3 separate regions of the Sus scrofa genome follow, and all the other regions are linked to region 2. A link is a contact called in public HiChIP or PLAC-seq and promoter capture Hi-C data. All regions are on one chromosome and are shown on one strand. The core of a region is the stretch at or near the end of the contact, and the rest is flanking DNA. Distances in the headings are between cores, read along the strand shown. Region 1 holds the start of NMNAT2 (nicotinamide/nicotinic acid mononucleotide adenylyltransferase 2). Region 2 holds the start of SHCBP1L (testicular spindle-associated protein SHCBP1L). Region 3 overlaps LAMC2 (laminin subunit gamma-2).

What was found. Promoter capture Hi-C pulls out the DNA fragments that hold promoters and counts their contacts. HiChIP or PLAC-seq counts read pairs in DNA pulled down with a chosen protein or histone mark.
Region 1: a contact with region 2 is called in a promoter capture Hi-C map of fetal skeletal muscle, with 5 times the contacts expected there. The contact joins the promoter of NMNAT2 here to the promoter of SHCBP1L in region 2. A contact is called at or near these places in 1 of 5 promoter capture datasets (fetal skeletal muscle), 1 of 47 Hi-C or Micro-C datasets (embryonic fibroblasts) and 1 of 2 datasets of contacts at active chromatin or transcription factors (skeletal muscle).
Region 3: an H3K27ac HiChIP or PLAC-seq map of skeletal muscle shows a contact between it and region 2. The contact joins the enhancer-like site here to the promoter of SHCBP1L in region 2. A contact is called at or near these places in 11 of 47 Hi-C or Micro-C datasets (epiblast stem cells, fetal skeletal muscle, heart right ventricle and 6 more) and 1 of 2 datasets of contacts at active chromatin or transcription factors (skeletal muscle).

What each region holds. Positions count from the first base shown.
Region 1 is chr9:124,696,524-124,700,138 of Sscrofa11.1, reverse strand. NMNAT2 (nicotinamide/nicotinic acid mononucleotide adenylyltransferase 2) reads left to right here and starts at 2,228. Exons shown (of 14, transcript XM_021063806.1): 1 at 2,228-2,664. It overlaps SMG7 (protein SMG7), which reads right to left. Exons shown (of 22, transcript XM_021063792.1): 1 at 2,497-3,615. The coding sequence starts at 2,525.
Region 2 is chr9:124,220,497-124,224,054 of Sscrofa11.1, reverse strand. SHCBP1L (testicular spindle-associated protein SHCBP1L) reads left to right here and starts at 2,205. Exons shown (of 10, transcript XM_021063784.1): 1 at 2,205-2,939. The coding sequence starts at 2,535.
Region 3 is chr9:124,489,976-124,493,152 of Sscrofa11.1, reverse strand. All of the region lies in intron 25 of LAMC2 (laminin subunit gamma-2), which reads right to left. Among named protein-coding and RNA genes, the nearest start is that of LAMC2, 64 kb to the right of the region's middle. Within about 2 kb of position 1,507, at least 15 of the 83 cell types and tissues checked have an H3K27ac peak or open chromatin away from gene starts, as enhancers often do. A contact at or near this core is called in mesenteric adipose tissue, retroperitoneal adipose tissue, skeletal muscle and 1 more, where this site is marked.

The DNA.
Region 1 (3,615 bases), core at 979-3,478, 480 kb before region 2:
CCCATTTTAACTATAAACTACAAATCATATTATTCAAGACATTCTCAAGTATGGACGGCTAATCAAATAGGCTTTCTCTGGTCCCCCTGTGTATATAAAACAGCACAACCCTGTCTTGCTTTATTTTTCTTCCTAGTACTTGTCACCACCTGGTAAACATATTTATCTGTTCATACGGTTATTGGTTACATCCTTCTATTAGACCATGCCTTCCTATGTTCACTCTTTTGTTCACCACCGAATCCACGGTGCCTAGAATATAGTAAGTTCCCAAGACATACTTGTGGCAAGAATGGATGGATTCTGACATGTCACACACAGTATAGCAAATCTGGAGTTAGAAGCCCTACATCTGAGTTAGAGTTTCCACATACCAACATATGATCCTCAACAATTTTTAACTTCTTTGGGCTATACTTTATCTGTAAAAAGAAGAGTTCAAACTTGGTAATCTATGAAGCTCTTTTCCAGCTACATCATCTTAAGGTCTTGATTAACTCGACTGAACACCTGCCCTGGCCCCCACCCCCCTTTCTATGGATCTCTACTCGGTTTCTTTCCTTTTGGATTCCTCCTTCTCAATCCACACTTGTCAGAATACTGTTTATCCTTAAGGTCCCCTTAAGTGTCATTTTATTCCTGAAGCCTAACAAACTTTAAATTCTCTAAGAGGAGGATGAAGTTCTTATTTTTCTATTCTCAGTAGTCAGTACAATGCCTCCCATATAGGTGATCGACAAAACGACTGATGAATCATGTGTATGAATGAGCAAATAAACAAAGGAAGCTTTTCCTGATCCACCCCAATTGCTCAGGTAATCTCCTGCCTTTGGACTCTTACAACACTTGGCATCTTTTATGATCTTTACCATATTTTACTCACCTAATACACACTTGTCTGGAAATTCCTTAAAATTAAGGACCATCCTAATAGTTTTCCATATTCCCTTCTACAGCATCTATTATACATCTTTGTCACAGTTGTATATATTAGTTTATGTGACATGTTAAACAATCAAGAGATAATAAAGGAGAAGAATGGACCTCAATGTATAGGTATTATTCCAACTACCTGCTATTGGGCATATATGTTGTATTATGGATCCTGTACCCGTTAAACTTGGGGATTCAACAATAATTGAAAGATCTCATTTCCTCCTTTGCACACTCTGCTTAATAAAACTATTACTACTTTCAAAAGTAGAATAGCTACCCTCATGTATCACTTAACTACATACCTTCCTTCCAACACACATGCAAGGATCCATTTTCACTTCACTAAACAGCTTAAGTGACTTTGGGCTCATTTCAGACTTCTACCCCATCCAATTCCCTCCTCCACAAGGTGTGAAACCACTTTTTAAAGCATTTTCCCATAAGTGAGCCCTTTTAGTTCTGTTAAAGCCAAAAAGGACCCGTTTCAAGGCCTTCCTTCCCCCTTCTAAGCAGTGGCAACTCCTTAATTAACCTCAGGTTCCAACAATCTTTTTATTTTTCCCTGCCATCAGGATTTTGACCCTCGTTTACCTCTACCCCCACCTCCAAGCTCTTAGTCTGCTTCCATGGAACCTTCTTAGCTGCACAATAGCTGGTGTCTTTCTGTTCAATATGCTCTCGCCATCATGCACTTGGTTCCACTGTGTCTGCATCTTCTTCCACCTACAATATGCATCAATCGCCCCCCTTAATCCTCCCCAGATACACATACTCTCACACTCTATACCCATGTGTCACACTACCCCCCCACATACAAGTGCTTAACACCACTCTTAAGCCACACGACACTTAGAATGGTACCTTCCAAATGCACTGATTCTAACCCAGGTTCTTTGGGGGAACCCAACCCCGTCCACAGTACCTCCCTCTTTCCTCACTTCCTCATCCATTCCCCTTCTTTACGCCTCCAACCCCCCACCCGCCAACTAACTACAGATGACATTATTCCTCCGTATTTCCAACCCCAGAATGAAGAACAAACTCCAGCTTCCTGCGGTCTCTCGCTCCACTAGTCCTTCCTTCCCAGCCCCCTACTCACCCCAGGTGTGCAGACTTCCACCTCGTCTTCTCCCCATGCATCGCTCTAGCCAATCCCACACCACACCAGGTTTCTCCGCCACCCGCATCAGACTCCTCCACACCCACCTTCACTCGGGGTCGCGGCCGCCTCTGGGAGCGCCTCTCCCCACCCCTCGCCTGCGAGCCCGCGACCCGGGGCGCGCGCACACACACGTTCTCACGCTTTCCTAACCTCCCTCCCCGCACCGAGAGGAGCCGGCTTCGCTGGAACTCAGGCCGGCCCGTGGGGGCTAGGCACCCATGTGTGTGCCCGCTCCGCCCCCTCCCGCAGAGCCTCTCGCAGCCCCCGCCTCTCCGTCGGAGAACGAGAGGACACAGCAACTCCCCCGCCACCCCGGACATACCACCTCTGTGTCTGTTGCTCCATGCCCGAACCTTCGGTCCGCTCCCCTCTACGTACGGGCCGTCCTCGGCACTCACCGGAGATACTGCGCGCTCTGCAGGCTCATCCTCCGCCGCCCGCGTCTTCCCGCGAAGCCTCTGTGGGTCTCTCAGGCTCCTCGGAGCGGCCCCGCGGCACCGCGGGTGCTGGCGGCCGCCGCCATCTTCCTCTCCTCCGGCTCCTCCTCGCTCGGCGGGGGGGTGGGGGTGAGTGAGGCGAGGGGGAGGGAGCGGGGAAAGCTGCTCTCGCTGCTGCTCCGGCCCGTGGGGCGCAGGGACACTCCGACCCGGGAGGGGGAGGGGGAGGGAGGAGGGATGGGGGCGGGGGAAAGAGGAGGGAGAAGTAGAGGAAGGAAGTGTGGGGGTCTCTCTCGCGAGATTTCAGCGGCGCCGGTCCCTCCTGGCGATTTCCGCCTTTCGGTAGCGCTCCCTCTTGGGATCTGTTAGCTCGGCTGCACCTGCGCGGCTGCTGAGTAGCCCGCTGGAGACGCTCGGCGGCTTCCGGCCAATCCACCCCTCTCCTCCCGCGCGAGGGGGCAACCCCACCCTCACCGGGAACATTGAGCCCAAATCAACTGGGAGTTACACTGAAAGTCTTCCCCCGTCTTTCCACTCCACCCAATTTCTAGCTTCCTTTTTCCACCCCTCCACTCTTCCGTACCGGAAACGCCTCCCCTTCCTCGTACAGTTCCGGCCGCCAGTCCCTCGTTTCTGATCTGCCCTCGAGCCCTAGAGTGACGCTAAAGGACCCCCCTCCTTTTTTTCTGCGGCCCCTCCCCCTTCACGCTGGGAGACTGTTGGAGGGGATAGGGTGGAGCCCCAGGGAAGAAAAGAAACCAATCGGATTGGATAAGCAGCTGCCAAGGCAACTGAAGGCTGCAGTTGTATTGTCATAGTAACCAATTTGTGCGCACCGAGTGACCCTCCCTTGGCGAGTGGATTCCCGGAGAAGTGCCCAGGGTTCCCCCTTGGCTTCCCTTCCATCCAAAGGCTTCCCCTCAGGTTGGGAATACGGGTAGTTCTCTTGGGGAGTGAAGTTCATTTCCTCCTCCCTTTCCCTTTCCCGCAGCGATGGGGGAGACCCCGAGGCATTCACCATGGGCTTTTCCACCCGCCTACGGGCGGAAACCACCTCCATAGTTTTCCTCTCCGTGCGAG
Region 2 (3,558 bases), core at 956-3,455:
TTGCCATATCCCTAGTACCTAATACCAGACCAGCATACCTGTAAAATGATGAACTGTTTTTCCTCTCTCCTTTTTGTAAGACAGAGGTTTTGCAGCATGGGACCCTTCAGTTTCTCTTAATTCTGAGCCCAACTTTGCATCTATAGTCAACACTAGGAGGAAAGGAAGGTGACTCTGTCAATCTAAATTAACCTAGGAGGCAATAATCAGGCAAAAAATATTTACTTGGGATCAAAGAATTACATAGAATTGCAACCCAAACAGTGTCCCATCAGGGAGCAAAAGTCAGGGGCAAAAAATGGAAAAAGGGGGGAAAAAGACAAAAAAGGGCATTGTGCATTACAAAGGCTTCCATTGGCTTGTTAAATCTGTGGATGCAAAACTGCAGAGACAGAGGGCCAGCTGTAAAGGTATATGTGGATTTTTGATTGTGTGGGCCTTGTTACCCTAAAATCCCACACTGCTCAAGGTCCAATGTATTTGTGGTTCGGCCTGGTTCAAGAGTTTATGGTCCACCAGAGAGGACACGAGCGAGGTCCACCTCAATGGCCTCCTGGCTCCATTTTAAAGGGTCAGGGAACAGACACTGCTTTCATAACCAAGATTCGGCTTAAGCATCACTTCTTCTGAGAAGGAAAGTCAGTTCTTCTCACAAAGTGGGGAACACACATATATTAAAACATAGATGTGTGTGCGTATATATAAGTTTTTATCATAGTTTTTACCAAATTCTATCACCTATTTACCCATTTGTCCCCTTCACTAGGATTATGAGAACAGAATTTTGTATTTTATGTCTAGAACTTCGGTATCTATGCATTGCCTGGCACATAGCAGCTCCCTTACAAATACTTGTTTTCTTTTCCCTTCCCTCCCTTCCTCTCTCCCTCCCTTTCTTCCTTCCTTCCCCTGGGAGGCAGCTGTTGTTTTTAAACTTTAGACTAAGACAAGTGGTCTCTATTATTCTGAACCTTGGAATTTAAAAAAAATACAAAATTTATTAAAACCAACGTTCTGAAGAATGCTGGTGTAAACTATCCACTTGTGGTAAATGAAATCTATAATTAGAGAATCATTAAAAAAAAATCCAGGACTTCTGACAAAAGGAATAAACTTAGAGGAAGTTTAGAGGAAGGAATAAACTTAGAGGAATCAACTTTAAGGAATAAACTTGGAGGCTCAGCGGGTTATGAACCTGACTAGTATCCATGAGGATGCAGTTTCCATCCCTGGCCCAGCTTAGTCAACACTGCCATGAGCCCTGGTGTAGGTGGCGAGAGATGGCTGGGATCTGGCATTGCTGTCGAGTGTCGGCCAGCAGCTGTAGCTCCAATTTCACCCCTAGCCTGGAAGCTTCCATAGCTGCAGCTACGGCCCTAAAAAGAAAAAAAAAAAAAAAGAAAGTAATAAACTTAAGAGTCAAACATGATGAATGTTGTAATTATTCCCTGAGCTAGAGTAACACGATATTAATCCTAATATTTTCCTCAAAATAAACTCCAAATTTAACACAATGTCCTTCCAGATGAGGGTGAAGGCAGGCAGGTGTTTTCCCAATGCTGTTTCTCTCCGTGGGAGCTGTCAGCCCCAGTGCAGTACTTCACAGCTGGACTATAAACAAAAGTTATTCCAATTGGCTCCGCTTAGGTTCAATAGCAAAAAAAAAAAAAAAAAAAAAAAAAACAGAAACGAGTGGTCCCTGCCGTCCAAATTGTATTCCGTGGAGTAGACTTTTACTGTGAAAGTGTTCACAGTTCGCGCACATTACTCTCAGCTGGACACGAGCGCCCAGCTTCACAGTTACATAATATAGTCTCTCACGTGAGAATTTTCAGCAGCACAAAGGGACATGAAAATAGACTACCTTACCCTTCTTGGCAGAAACTGTCTTGCTTAAAATGTCAAAGAAATTTTATTTTGGGAACCCTGTGCAGATGCTGCGGGAAACCGAGGTCTCCGGACTCCCCACGAAGTTCCTCTAGTAATCACCAGAAAGTTCCAGTTATCATCGCCACCCAGTTTACCAATAAATTTTCTTTCAGGCTGTGTCTGTGCGGCCATGGGTGTGCTGGAGGGTTGGGTGCTGCCTCCGCTTGTTCGGACCTGAGGACCCGGAGGGCGACTCAGGGTCACCCTGAAAACGCCTGAGGAGCCCATGGCAACCCTCCCCGAGGAGGCAATTCTGTTTCTGGAGAGTTCTGAGGCGAGCGGGGTGAGGTCAGAGCCAGCAGCCGGGGGGCGGACTCCCAGAGCAGTGGCGCCCCTCCCCCGCCTCAGGCCACGCGGTCCAACTCTTCCAGAACCTTCCTTCCGCCCCGCCCCGTCGCGCCCGCCCCGCAGCAGCCCTACTCACCTCAACCTCCAGAACCCCTTCGGACACGGGCCGCGCCGAGCGCCCCACGCCGCAGCGGGATCCCCGCGAGCCGCCGCCGCGCACGTTGCGGGCCCTGAGGCCTCTGCTCGCCCATTGGCCCGCGCCGTCCGGGCGGGAGAAGTGGCCAACGGCCGCCGCTGGCCGTCAGGGTGCTGCGGCCATGGCGTCGGGACCCAGGCCCGCGGTGCCTGAAGACTCGGTCCGAACCGTCAGCCCCGGCCGGCGAGGCGAGAAGACTGTCTCCGCGCCCACTGGGGAGTTGGAGGCGGCAGGGACCCTGAAGAGCGTCGTGTCCCCGGTGCGGTCGGTGGTGGCCTCCCCTCGTCGCGTGAAGGGGAAAGCGGGCCGGGAGGCGGCCCGGCGGCGACTCCAGCTCCTGTCGGTCTCTCAGGCCGAGGGCCCGGGGGAGGGGCCCGACGAGAAGGAGGAGCCCCTTCTGTCGGTGCTGGAGGAGGATGACGAAGAGGCGCAGCCGCTGCCCCCAGTCTGCGTGTCCCCTACGAGGGGGATGTGGCGGGACGAGAAGGTGGCGCTGTATTGCGACGGGATCCTGCAGGACTGCAAGGTGAGAAGGAGACGGAGAAGGGCGGGAATCCAGCCTAGACGGACTCGGGGCTTCCTTTTGTGGTGATGGGGTACCGAGGGCACAAAGAAAGCCTACATTTCAGAGCTCCCGCTGTGGCGCGACAGGATGGGCAGCCTCTTGGGAGCGCTGGGACGCGGGTTGCGTCCCCTGTCCCGCACAGCGGGCACAGCATCCTGCATTGCCGCGGTTGCGGCTTGGATCTCATCCTTGACCCTGGAGCTCCAATATGCCGCAGAGTGGCAAAAAAAAAAAGAAAAAAAAAAAAGAAAGAAAGAAAGAAAAGCTTGCATTTCAACAAAATACATGTGCTAAACATTTATAGGGATTTCACTTTGTTAGAGGTATCCAGACCCTGTTAAAAGAGTTACAATTAGATTTTCCTTCAAACAGACGATATATCAGTTAAGGGGACAGTTTTGATAGAATAATTCTCTGGTTTTCCGATGGTTGAAGATAGATAGACCTTATTAGTGCCCAGGTAGGCATCTTGTTTTCATATAACAATCAGTGCCCAGGGAGTTCCTGCTGTGGCTCAGCGGTAAGGAACTTTTCTAGTATCCATGAAGATGCAGGTTCTATCCCTGGCCTAGCTCAGTGG
Region 3 (3,177 bases), core at 258-2,757, 270 kb before region 2:
CTTTCCAGGCTCGGGGTCGTATCAGAGCTGTAGCCACTCAGCCTACGTCAGGGCCCCCCAGCAACGCGGGATCCAAGCCGCATCTGCATCTACACCAGAGCTCACGGCAACACCAGGGATCGAACCCACAACCTCATGGTTCCTAGTCGGATTCGTTAACCACTGAGCCATGATGGAACTCCTGTTCTTGCATTTTGAATAGCCTAGTTTAGGCCGCTGGGCTCTTTTTTTTTTTTTCCCTCCGGGCCACACCTGAGGTCTAGAGGTATAGGAAGTTCCCAGGCGAGGAGTTGAAACAGAGCTACAGAGCTGCACCTGCCACCTACAGCACAGCTCACAGCAACACTGGATCCTTAACCCACTGAGCAAGGCCAGGGATCGAACCCACAACCTCATGGTTCCTAGTCAGATTCGTCAAGCACTGAGCCACGATGGGAACTCCTATTCTTAGGTTTTGAATAGCCTGGTTTAAGCCGCTGGGCTTTTTTCCCCACTGAGCAAGCACTGAGCAAGGCCAGGGATCGAACCCACAACCTCATGGTTCCTAGTCGGATTCGTTAACCACTGAGCCATGACGGAACTCCTGTTCTTGCATTTTGAATAGCCTAGTTTAGGCCACTGGGGTCTTTTTTTTTTTCCGGGCCACACCTGAGGCATAGGAAGTTCCCAGGCGAGGAGTTGAATCAGAGCTGCACCTGCCACCTACACCACAGCCACAGCAACGCGGGATCTGAGCTGCGTGTGCAATCTACACCACAGCTCACGGCAACGCCGGATCCTTAACCCACTGAGCAGGGCCAGGGATCGAACCCGCAACCTCATGGTTCCTAGTCGGATTCGTTAACCCACTGAGCCACAACAGCAACTCCACCGCTGGGCTCTTTAGTTAAGCAATATGAAGCTTAGATTTCTGTTTTCATGTTAGAGTCAACAGCTCATGCTCTAAGAAGATGAAGGCCGAAGGTCATAGGGGGCTGAATACTGCCCAGCAAAGCTCATCCCTAGGATGAGAGTCATCTCCAAGTTATGCTTTCTGAACCACCCTTAGGAAATATTTTGCTGTCTTCTATTCGAAGATCTTTAGAAACTGGCTGGGCTTCAGGGTTTTGAGAGGCCAAGGTATGCTTTGCTATTGGGGGATGGAGTCCAGCTGTCAGGAAATGGTGTAAGACTCCACTCTGGCCTGAAACAGCAGGAATCTGGCTAGATATTAGCTTATTTACAATATGAAATGTAGTCGTGTTTGTTCAGGTATGTTTTACCCATAAACGAGCTGAAACTAATGTCAGCATGATCGGCACCTGGCCAGACCCATTTGGTTTGAATCGGTTTGAGTGGAACTTAGTCAATTCAAACTCAAGGTCAGGTGCAGGGACAGCATTTGACTACAGAAGTTATTACATTTTGAAAGATTCCGCTTATTGTTCCAGGACTCAAGAGAGCAGACAGAGCAGGAACAGCACTAGGACAGAAATGCTGATCCGGTGGTCAGTCCTTTGCCTGGGGGAGGGGGAAGCCAGAATTTAGGGTTTTGACATGCAGGGAAAGTGAAGCAGGCTTGGGGCCAAAATGTCCATGGGGAGGCAGCATGAGCTTCTTAAAAACAGCAGGAGCCCTGGAGACAGAGGCCTCAGTTTGAATCCTGCCTCCACAATTTTCTGTGTGATCTGCGGGACACTATTAAACTCCCCGAGCCTCCTCTAACTCCTCTGTGAACAAAATAATAAAATGATAAGCCCATCTCCTGGGACCTTTAACAGACTAAGATGATCTTATACCATGAAAAACCCGCCTGGCACATAGCAAATGTCTCCCTCCTCTCACTTTCTCCTTACAGGCCCTGGTTGTTTCATTACCTTTTCAGATCCCTAAACAAAGCTGCTAAACTCTCACCTAGGGAGGTTTGGGTTTTGTGTTGTCGTTGGGTTTGTTTGTTTTGTTTTCTCGGGGGATGGGGGGGGTAATTGGATCACAGAGAAGACCCATCAGTATAACAACACAGGCTAAATTGGTCTCTACATTGGGCGGTGATGACGCTGCACAGAAAAACCAGGCTTTAAAGTGGGTCCCTGAACTGAGCAAGCAGAACCCAGCCATTTCCTAAACGTTGCTGGAATCTCTGAGTCCCCAGTTCCGTATCTGCTGTGCTTCAAGCTTGGTAAAACCGGCCAAATGAGTGTGACATCAGTTCAGCCTAAATCCAGGATTTTAATTAATATCAGTTTTCTCTCTCTCTCTTTGTTTTTGTATTTTTGGTCTTTTGTCTTTTCTAGGGAGGAACCGTGGCATATGGAGGTTCCCAGGCTAGGGGTCGAAATGGAGCTGTAGCCACCGGCCTACACCACAGCCACAGCAACGCGGGATCCGAGCCGCATCTGCCACCTACACCACAGCTCACGGCAACACCAGATCCTTAACCCACTGAGCGAACCTGCAACCTCATAGTTTCTAGTCGGATTCATTCACCACTGAGCCACGACACAAACTCCAGTATCAGTTTTCTTTTGTGAGGGATTCTGTGAGGAAACCTGAGCTGCTCCACATGGAGCCATTGAAAAAAATTTTATCCTAGGGAGTTCCCTGGTGGCCTAGTGGATTAAGGATCTGGGATTGTCACTGCTGTGGTTTGGGTTTGATCCCTGGCCTGAGAACTTCCGTATGCCACAGGTGTGGTGAGAAAAAAAATATTTTATCCTAAAATGTTTGCAGTATCTCACGGACCTACCACCTTGACATTCCTTCTGGGTCACCTACAGCTCAAGTTTCCACAGCTGGTTACGTCGAAGTATCACTGTGGTTTGGGGCAGGACAGACAGCAGAATCGGCGAGGATTCTTGACCTCACCGACTGGGAAGATCTTGCCCCTCTCACCACTCCTACGCCTCAGAGCGGGCGCCGTCACCTCTGCTCAGTTACATCAACGGTCTCGTAAGTGATCTCATCCGGCCTCTTGGTAACCCGCCTTCCAGCTCTCCTCCACTCCGCTGCCCCCGTGCTCTTCCCCACGTATGTGGCACTGAAGTTATTCCTCAGCTTGAAACCTGCACTGGATTCTCAGGATCAAGGTCAGCATCCTTACCGGGACTGCCATTCTGTCCAACATTCTCTGCCCCTGTGAAGCTCGAATCCTGCCTCCACAATGGACTGTGTGATCTCAGGACAGTATTGACCTCTCTG